3 separate regions of the Mus musculus genome follow, and regions 1 and 3 are each linked to region 2. A link is a contact called in public Micro-C data. All regions are on one chromosome and are shown on one strand. The core of a region is the stretch at or near the end of the contact, and the rest is flanking DNA. Distances in the headings are between cores, read along the strand shown.

Region 1 (2,983 bases), core at 89-2,588, 5.2 Mb before region 2:
CTCGGGCCCCTTCGGTTTGGAAAAGAGAATTCCCCCGGCGCAGCCGTGCTCAGTCCTTCCTCTGGGATTTTCCTGAGATCCCCACGGGTTGGCCAAAGTCCCACGGGTTTTCCCTTTCAATTGGCTCGGCGTCCCAGCCTGTTCCTAGCGCCTGGGTTGCTTTTGCACTGGCGGGGCAATAGCAATAGCAATCTGCAGTCAGTCCTCGAACTGCGGGAGCCGGTGCCATCCCGAGCCTTCTCGGGCTGCACAGGGTTCTTACCAGGTGGTATTCCAGCCCTCTCCTGACCCCTCTAATCTTGTATTGGAAACCGGTGCCGGGGAGAGAAATGAGGGCTTAAAAGAAGAAAAAAAAAAGTTTAGCCCAAAGCGCGAGAGCCACCAGAGAGCTGTTATCTGCAGCTGAAGGCTGTGGTAATCGATGGGTTATTTTTACGCGGTAATAGGGCCCTGTGATTGCTCTATTAACCTTTAGACCTGTCTGAGGGACTCTCCCCTCACAGCTCCACTGCGCCAGGGCCTACAGGCACTGACGCCGACTCCAAACTAAGGTCTGGCACCCTCCCTACCCCCACCCTAGGGAAGGAACTACAGTCCTTGAATGGGCTCTAAGGTTAGAGACCAGGCTCCCCACCCCCACTTCATCCTTTTGATTGGACCCCAGTCGGTGAGGGCTACAGGGAGTGATGAGAAGGGACGGGAGACCGCAGGAGTGGGAAGAAGTGTCGGCGGCGAGGGGTGCGCGTTTTGTATAAATACATAAACTCCTGGGCTGGTGGAGGTTCTCGGCGCCTTGCAGTCTCCACCGGCTCGTGGGAAGGAGAAAAGAGCGCTTGCGTCTCTAGGCACTGACCTTAAGGGCCAGTTCAGGTTTTAGTGCCTCCTGACCCTCTCCCGAGCTCACTTCAAGGGCCCCGTAGATCTGAGGCTAGCAAGGCATCCCGGGTGACCCAGTGCCCCACCGGCGACCATGAGCCCAGTGTGCGAGGTCACCTTCTCCTCTACCAGCCCCGCCCCTTGAACAGGGCGCTGGACGTGGACCACTGAGAGTAGGGAGGAAAGAGAAGGAGAATAAACACGATCCTTGGCAGAGCAGCAAACCGCAAGGACGTCGGGCTGCACTGAGGGCAGAACGGAGCGCCCGGCACTGAGTGCTTTCCTTCCCCGAGAGTTCCGCGCGCATGGACTTTGCCTGTTGGGGGAGCTTTGGGAAGAGTCCTGCGGGCGGGCGCCGGGCGGAGGTGCTGCCGGGTCCGGGCTCCCCCGCCCCCGCCCTTGCACGTGACTCCCTTAGGCCAGTCAGCGCAGGCGATCGCTACGCGGGGGCCCGGGGAACCGCGCCGGGAGCAGGGGACAAGCCGGAGGCCCGCAGAGTGGCCGCCCGAGGCTCAGCCGCAGTTGCAGCTCCGCGGACTCACGGAGATCGCGCCGGTTTTCTGGGAAACTGGAGCTGGCCAGGTAGGGTTCCCCGAGTCCCTGCTCTTTTCCGGGGCAGGAGAAACTCACAAGTCCGCCGCCCTAGTTTGCCTGGAATAGGGAGGTAGGTAGCTGGGAAAGGAGACGCCGGTCACTCCAGTGCCCCCAGATTGGCTAAAAACTGCTCCGCTTTTGACTTTGGCCTAGCGAGGACTATTAAATCAAGTGAGACTGATTAGCAGCAAAAACTGATGGGTGCTGGAGAGGTGCGTTTGGATTGTTTGGGAGGGAACATGAATCCTTTTAATCCGTCCTGTTTGCAGATTCTCCAACTCTGCCTTCCATCCCACTGGCCAGGGCCCGTGTAATCTCTCTGACCGACTGACCCTGGACAGGCCGCATAGCCCACACTTTGGGGTGCAGATAGGATAGTGTCTCCAGCCTGCCACGCAGGGAGTGCAGAGTGGCAGTGGCAGGCAGCCCTGGGACCTGGGGGAGGGCTGGAGGCCCTTGGAGATAGGCTCGGAAACTTGCGGATCTCTTCTGCTTTCTGTCCAACCTCCTCAAACTCCTCTAGGGCTCAGGAATTGTGTGTGTTATGCACTGCTGAATACTACCCACATACACCGCTTTCGGGGAGAAAGCGACCCAGGGCCAAAACCCCGGCGGAAATCAGGGATAGTCTTGGGTAGTCGGCTCAAGCTCCCCTGATTCACGTATTCTATCGCTTGGATGTGACCCGGGAGAGTTGGCAGTTGTTACTCTTGGGGAAGAGATGTCTGGGTGATGAACTTTCACCAGGTGGAAGGAAAGAGGGGCTTTTCGGTTGAAAGGAAGAGGATAGTGAGGGACCCGAGGCAGTAAAGGATCCGGGGAAATAAGGCCGCGCTGCTGGGAAGCACCTCGGGAATTTATTTCCTGTACCTTTGGAAAAGGAAGGCAGCCAGGAAGGACGCTTCGGACATTAGAAGAAAGAAAGGTTACCTGGGGAGATTACGGAGGGTTAGTGTATAAGTTGGTTAGTGACCATTCTCAGTGTGGCGGGGACCGGAGAGACCCGCGGGAGCCTAAAGGAAAGACCTGTAAAAAGACACATTCCAGCGCGGTGTATTTTCTGACTCTCAAAAACAGGTTCCAGAAAAGCTGTGGACTAAATCCTGAAAAGAGAAATAATTTTCTTTCTGTTGGGGAACTTGGGATGAACGTTGTAGGGTGATTTGAAAGAGAGAGAAAAGTCTAGGCCAGGCCGGACTAGACTTAAGTGAAAAGATGGAGGTTACTGGGCCCCAGATCATAGATAGGCAAGAATCCACCCAGGAGAATGGTTTCTGGCCTTTCCAGAAAAGAGGGATATCTTCTCCACCTTCTATTGTTCTAGAAATTCAACATCAGGTTAAAGCATCACTCATTTGAAACTTCAGAGAGCTTCTGCCCACAAGCCTGCGATCCCAAACGGATTTAGTGCTTGCAGTTTTTCAGGCTTGCACATTAACACCACACGTATACTGTAAGTTAGATTACAGAATTCTAAATCTCTTCTTTTAACTGCTGTTAGTCAAGAAAAGAA
Region 2 (2,814 bases), core at 20-2,519:
GGGGCTTCTGCCCCGGATGTTTCGGATCTAAAACACGACTTCAGTGCTTCCCCCAGATCACCCAGCAATCTTTGCCTGAGAGATTTCAGACCAGCCACCGGGAATAAACGACACGCTTAATTTACAATTCAGGCAGAATGCTTATTAGAGGAAAAGGGAAGGGAGAAAAAAAAACTTAATTTGAGCAAGATACCAGCTACCTACAGGAAACTGGATGCAGTTTAAAGTTCTTAGTGGTTAAAGCTTTAAACTAATGGAAATGGGTCCGTTTAAAAAGAAACTTCTTAAACCTTATCGTCTCACATATCAAATGAAAAAACTTGGGCTTTGGGTTATATTCATACTCACACTCACACACCCTCCTTTAAGAAAAATAAAGAAGAAGAAAAAGAAAAGAAGGGCCTTCTGAGGGTGAAGTTGCACCAATGCCAGACGCAGATCTGCAATTCCGGAGGCTTTTTCCCCTCCCTGGGCTGGCAAGATACTCAAAGATGTGGGGGGCAGGGGTTATGAATATGAGAATATAGCCCTTCGAGCATCCCCGCCTAACCACCACCTTTCTGGTAGTTAATAATCTGACCGTGTCAGCGCGTGGACAGTGAGGGGTTAAAGGCATACCTACCGAAGCGGCTGTGGTCTTTCCTGGTTCCCTGGATAGTACCGTTGGGGAAGATCTCTAAATGAAATCCAGTCCTGCAGTACAGCTGCCTCCGCCTGAGAATCCCCTTTAAATGATCCAAGTCCGTGACTGCGGGGCCCCGGGGCAGCCCCCCTGCTTCGGACTGACCCAGGTGGTCACTTAGCAACACCGGACTGTCCACCGGCAACACCGGTACGTTCCCGAACGGTACCGCGTCCTGCACACCGAAATAGCTCCCAACTTCACCTAAGGGAGCCATCAGAGGACTCGGCTTTTAAGCACAAGAATAAACAATAATGATGGTATCAACCAGGAGACACTAGGCGAGGTATATCCAACTCCCCTCCCTTGCCGCAGTTGCAGACAGAGAGGGAAAAAGGGTTCTTTTCTTCAATCCATCCGATGCATAAATAAAAGTAATCGGCTGTTTCTCTGGCACAGGTTCAAGGTCAAACCACTGATAGTCTAAGAAGCCACCACTTTATACTCACACACTGACATTGATCAACACAGCTATGCATCGCTACATATGGAGCCTCGACTCTCAGCAGGCAGAAAGGTCTTCATCCCATCCGACCGTAATAAGGGAAAAAAATCCGTAGTTTCTCCATTTGCTTAGAGATCAGAATGACCATAGCAACGTAAGTGCCTGGGCGATATTACAGGGATTTTTAAGATGCTCGGGCTACGTCAGAATTTACGGATCCTGACTCCAGAAAGGCATGCGCTGTTTTTACTCTCTAACCGACTCTGCAGACATCAGCATGAATCCTTCAAGGGGAAAAAAAAAATCTCACGTTGGCGGCGGCGACAAATCTCTCCTCCCAGTCCCTCCTCCAAAAAATAAAGATAATATAACAAAAAGAAGGGGGAAAAAACTTTCGGCGTCCAAAGCTAGTATCCAGAACGCTGCAGAGGCTCTGCGGAGGTCCAGCGGCTTGCAGTGAGGCGAGCGGCAAGCGGCGGGCGAGGACCGCGTCCCGGAGCTCGCGTGCTGCCCGGGCTGCCGCGAACAGGTGTCGCCGCGCGGGCCGCGCAGCGCCGTGGCCGCGGAGCGCTCCTCCTGCGCAGCCCCCGCCGGCGCGCAGAGTGGCGCAGGCGGCGGCATTGGGCCGGGTTTAAGGTAGCGCGGCGGCCGCCCCGCTCCGCCCGGTCCTAGCGCCCGCCCTGACGCTCGAGCCGCTCTGCCGCAGGCCGGGCACAGGCGGGCAGAGCGCGGGACTTCTCCGGGAGGACGACCTAGGAAACCCGGCTTTAGAGACGCCGGAGACGCGGTGCCAGAGACGGGAAGCAGCAGCCCGAAGACATTCGGCCACAAGAAATCTAGCTTGCTAGAGACGCAGGGTCAGAGGGGAACTGAGAAAGCAGTTTTCGCGCGGACTCTGTAACCTTGCGTCGCATTATAAAATAGACTGGGAGGGAAGGGTTGGTGTAGGGAGCTTGGTTGGACAGGGCAGTTTCTCTTTCATTCTACAGCCAGACTTACAGACGCGCAAACAATATTGCAGGTAAGACAGTTGGGTGTGAGTCAGATTCTTCTCTCTCTCTCTCCCTCTCTCTCACTCTCTCTCTCTCTCTCTCCCTCACACACACACACACACACACACACACACACACACACACACACACACAAAACACACACACTGGTGGGCCCACACTCGGGTTTGTTAAGGGAATTCTGGTTCGCATCTTTGAGTTGTTCGGGTCCTGCCTCCCCCCAGGTTCCCGCGGCTAGGAGCAAAGGGCACCCAGGGCGCCTGAAAACAGCCCCTGTCCTTGAGTTCGACTCACGCCCCAGATCTGAGTGTGCGTCTTCAGGGAGAAGGTTCCAATGAGTTCTCTCTCGCCCCCAAACAAAGCTACTCAGGACGGGCTTTGCCACCTTGAGCTCTACTTTGCCTGGAAGTGAAAGGCTCGAGTTCCAGGGTTGCTCCATGGCCCGAAGCTCTCTGCATAGCCTAAGAGCCAGACAGGAGCCGCCGGCTGGGCACGGGCGCTGTTCGCTGCTCAGGGCTCGCTCGCTGCCGCGGGTGACTTGGAAGCCGGAGCTCTGGTCCCGGGCCAGGGCTTTTGCTCGAGGCCAGCAGCCTTTGAGCCCAGCCCCATGCAGGGACAAAGAAACGCACTGCCCAGGGCAGCCAGGGGCAGGGGCCGCCGGTGGCGCTGTACGCGCC
Region 3 (2,818 bases), core at 137-2,636, 9.4 Mb after region 2:
TCTTAGGACACACCTGCAAGTCTGCAGCGGCAGCGGAGTGCCCAGCCTTAGGCCGGAGCCGAGCCCAGCCGGGCTGCCGAGAACTTGCAGCCTCGTGCGCACTCCCGTAATTCGCTAATTGCTGTAAATCCCAAGGACGGCCACATTTGATTACACATACAGTATAAGAACCGACAACAAAGCGACGAATTAATTACCAACTTCATTAACATAGGTCCCCAAATTAAAGGCAACGAGCTGTTTCTTTGGGCCCACTAGCAGTGGTGGCGGTGACTGAGGTAGTGAGGGAGGGGTGGGTTTTTTCGTTTTGTTTTGTTTTTCCTTCTGCATTGGGAGTTGTGAGGGGAAAGCTATCCTCCCCCCCCCTCCCCCTCCCAGCCTCCATTCACACACTCAGCAGTAGCGTTTGCCCCTCACCTCCCCCCGCCCCGTCCCCTAATATTCTGTCCAGCGTGTTTCTGCTTTTCTAGAAAACTCTGATTCTTGTTTAAAAAAAAAAAAAAAAAAAAACCAGTCTGGACCAGAAGAAGTTGAGTTGGTTGACCCTGCAGCATCCCAGCTCCCGAGTTTCGGCCTCTGAGTAGGGCGCCTCCATCCCTAGTAACTCCCAGGCCTGAAGTACCAGGCGTTTGTTCTTAAGCACAAACTGTTTCTACTGGGGGCTTTTTGTCACCTCATACTCAGCTGGAGAGATTTGAGGTATCCCCTCCCTTGGCCGGAAATCTGCCTTGGCGGTAGATTTGGGAGCTCACGTTTTCTTTTGTATCTTGCTCTATGCTTATCAAATTGAAAAAACATGCCTGGAAAGCCAGAACTCCAGAGACCAAGGGTTATTCTAAGGGGTAAAAGAACAGCCAGTGAGGACGCTGGAGTTTTCAGACAGTCCATAGCTGCGTGACTCTCTGCCTACACTGCATGTTCACAGCTCAGTTCCACTCTTGTTCATCTTCACCCATTTTTCCCTCAGCGCCGTCTGGTCCTCTTCAAGAGAACATAGCCCTGTTTTTAAGCCTGTGCCTGGGTTTGAGTTCTGCCTCTGACCCACACATTCTTTGCTAGCGTTGGAAATCGAAAACGGGGTACTACCCCCTCCCTCCTTCCCCTAGCTTTGACTTAAATATTTTCCTGCTTTATGTTGTTTGGTATCCTTTCTCTAAAATAAAAACAAAAAAGAAAAGGAGGATAAGAAGGAGTATAAAGGAAGAAGAAAAGACCGAAGAGGGAGGCCTTCCTGTCCATCATTTTAATTATACAATTAGTTCACATGCTTGGGCCCATAATGTATATTTTAAGCGTAGCCCAGTGTTTTAAAGAACGTTCTGGTAGTGTCGGAGGCCTGGATTTGTTGCCTGCTCTTCCCCCCGTGCAGCAGCGGCCTGTTTTCCTCCCCCTGTTGTGTGTTTTTATTATTTTCCCTCTGGCTTAGATGTGTCAATCATTCTCTCCCTGCCATTGGTTGGAGAGTTTGCGTCAAAAAGTTGCCAGAGAGGCGCTTTCTCAGCAAATCTCCCTGAGAGCGGAACCTTCCTCAGCTCCAACTCAGCCTCCACTGTTACTAAAAAATAAAAATCGCTAGAGGAGCTCAGTCGCCACCTCTACTTTGTATGTATCGTAGACGGACACAAGCCTGTTTACAACTCTGGCCACTTCATTTTATGTTTTCTTTTAATTGTTTTTTTTTTCTGGTTATGTTTGACTTTTTATGGAAAGGTGAAGACTACAAGGTTTTTAACTGAATGCTCTTGATTTCTTTTAGGATAGCTGGCTATTTGGAATTTTGAAGGATAATTTGATTTTTTTTTCTTTTCTAACGTCCAATGCGGCTGTAAGGTAAGTGTCCGTCTGTCTTGTCTATAGCGATATCTTTGTGTTCCCCCAGTCCGCAGTGACCTCCGCTCCTCCAATGTGCAACTCTGCGGACGTGGAACTTCCTTGGGTGGGGGCGGGCGATGTATTTTATTTTTCTAATGAGAATTTTGAGACGAAATAATGACCATTAGGAAAAAATTTGACGATCTGTAGAAGAGGGAGGGAGTGGGAGGGAGCGAGAGCGCGTGCTCCTGGGGGTCGCTGCTACCGAAGAACGTCGCAGAAATCCTAGGAGTCTAATCTGGGAGTTGGGGAGGGGTTTTGTTCTTATGCCCACGCTATTCATGGCTTCTCCTCGCGAGCTTTGCATTTTGGCCCCTAGATTGAGCTGGAGTCCTTAGGTTTGGTTCCAAGGGCGTATTTTAGAATCCATGACAAAATAATGCTTGTGTAATGTACCTAGGTTGGTAAATTAAAACAAAGATAATAAGGTGGACGCTTCCGAAAGACGGAGCTCCCGAAGGCCGGCTCTCCATTATCGGCGGGGGCCTCGGGCTGCCTCTAGACTCCTCGGTTTGCAACGGGAGCCGAAATCGGAGCGGATAACCGAGGAGGCGACAGCGCTGGCGTCTTGTTACTCCCGCGCCGCCTCAGCTCCTGTTTCTCGTCCTCACTCCCCAAGCTTAATGCCCCTCTGCTCTCCGCCTCTTCTCAAAGCCGCTAGGGCTCTTGAATCTTTTACAACTCTCCTCCTCTCCATCCCTAGGGGTGCGGCTCCCCCAAGCCCCAGAACTGTACACTGAAAGTCGGGGCTTCTGGGCCAGATCGCCAGGCCGAGGCCGCTAGTTGGACAGGTTTTAAAGGCGACTGTGGCTAGTGTGGTTCAGGGCACGCGCGCCTCAGCCTCTGCGCGCAACTGGGACAGCCAGACCTGAGGGTGGGCGCCTGGATGCTCCTGGTCAGAGACCCCGGAGTCCCTCCCTAGGAAGGACTTCGAGTTCTTAGTTGT

What was found. A called contact is a pair of places that touch in the nucleus more often than the background predicts.
Region 1: a Micro-C map of embryonic stem cells shows a contact between it and region 2, with 16 times the contacts expected there. The contact joins the promoter of Gata4 here to the promoter of Fgf9 in region 2. A contact is called at or near these places in 4 of 484 Hi-C or Micro-C datasets (embryonic stem cells and stem cell-derived epiblast-like cells) and 1 of 115 datasets of contacts at active chromatin or transcription factors (embryonic stem cells).
Region 3: a Micro-C map of embryonic stem cells shows a contact between it and region 2, with 34 times the contacts expected there. The contact joins the promoter of Otx2 here to the promoter of Fgf9 in region 2. A contact is called at or near these places in 1 of 39 promoter capture datasets (cranial neural crest) and 2 of 484 Hi-C or Micro-C datasets (both in embryonic stem cells).

The regions. Positions count from the first base shown.
Region 1 is chr14:63,243,626-63,246,608 of GRCm38.p6, reverse strand. It overlaps Gata4 (GATA binding protein 4), which reads left to right and starts at 1,338. Exons shown (of 7, transcript NM_008092.4): 1 at 1,338-1,458.
Region 2 is chr14:58,071,141-58,073,954 of GRCm38.p6, reverse strand. It overlaps Fgf9 (fibroblast growth factor 9), which reads right to left and starts at 1,269. Exons shown (of 3, transcript NM_013518.4): 1 at 623-1,269. The coding sequence starts at 899.
Region 3 is chr14:48,666,212-48,669,029 of GRCm38.p6, reverse strand. It overlaps Otx2 (orthodenticle homeobox 2), which reads left to right and starts at 1,386. Exons shown (of 5, transcript NM_001286482.1): 1 at 1,386-1,602; 2 at 1,757-1,830.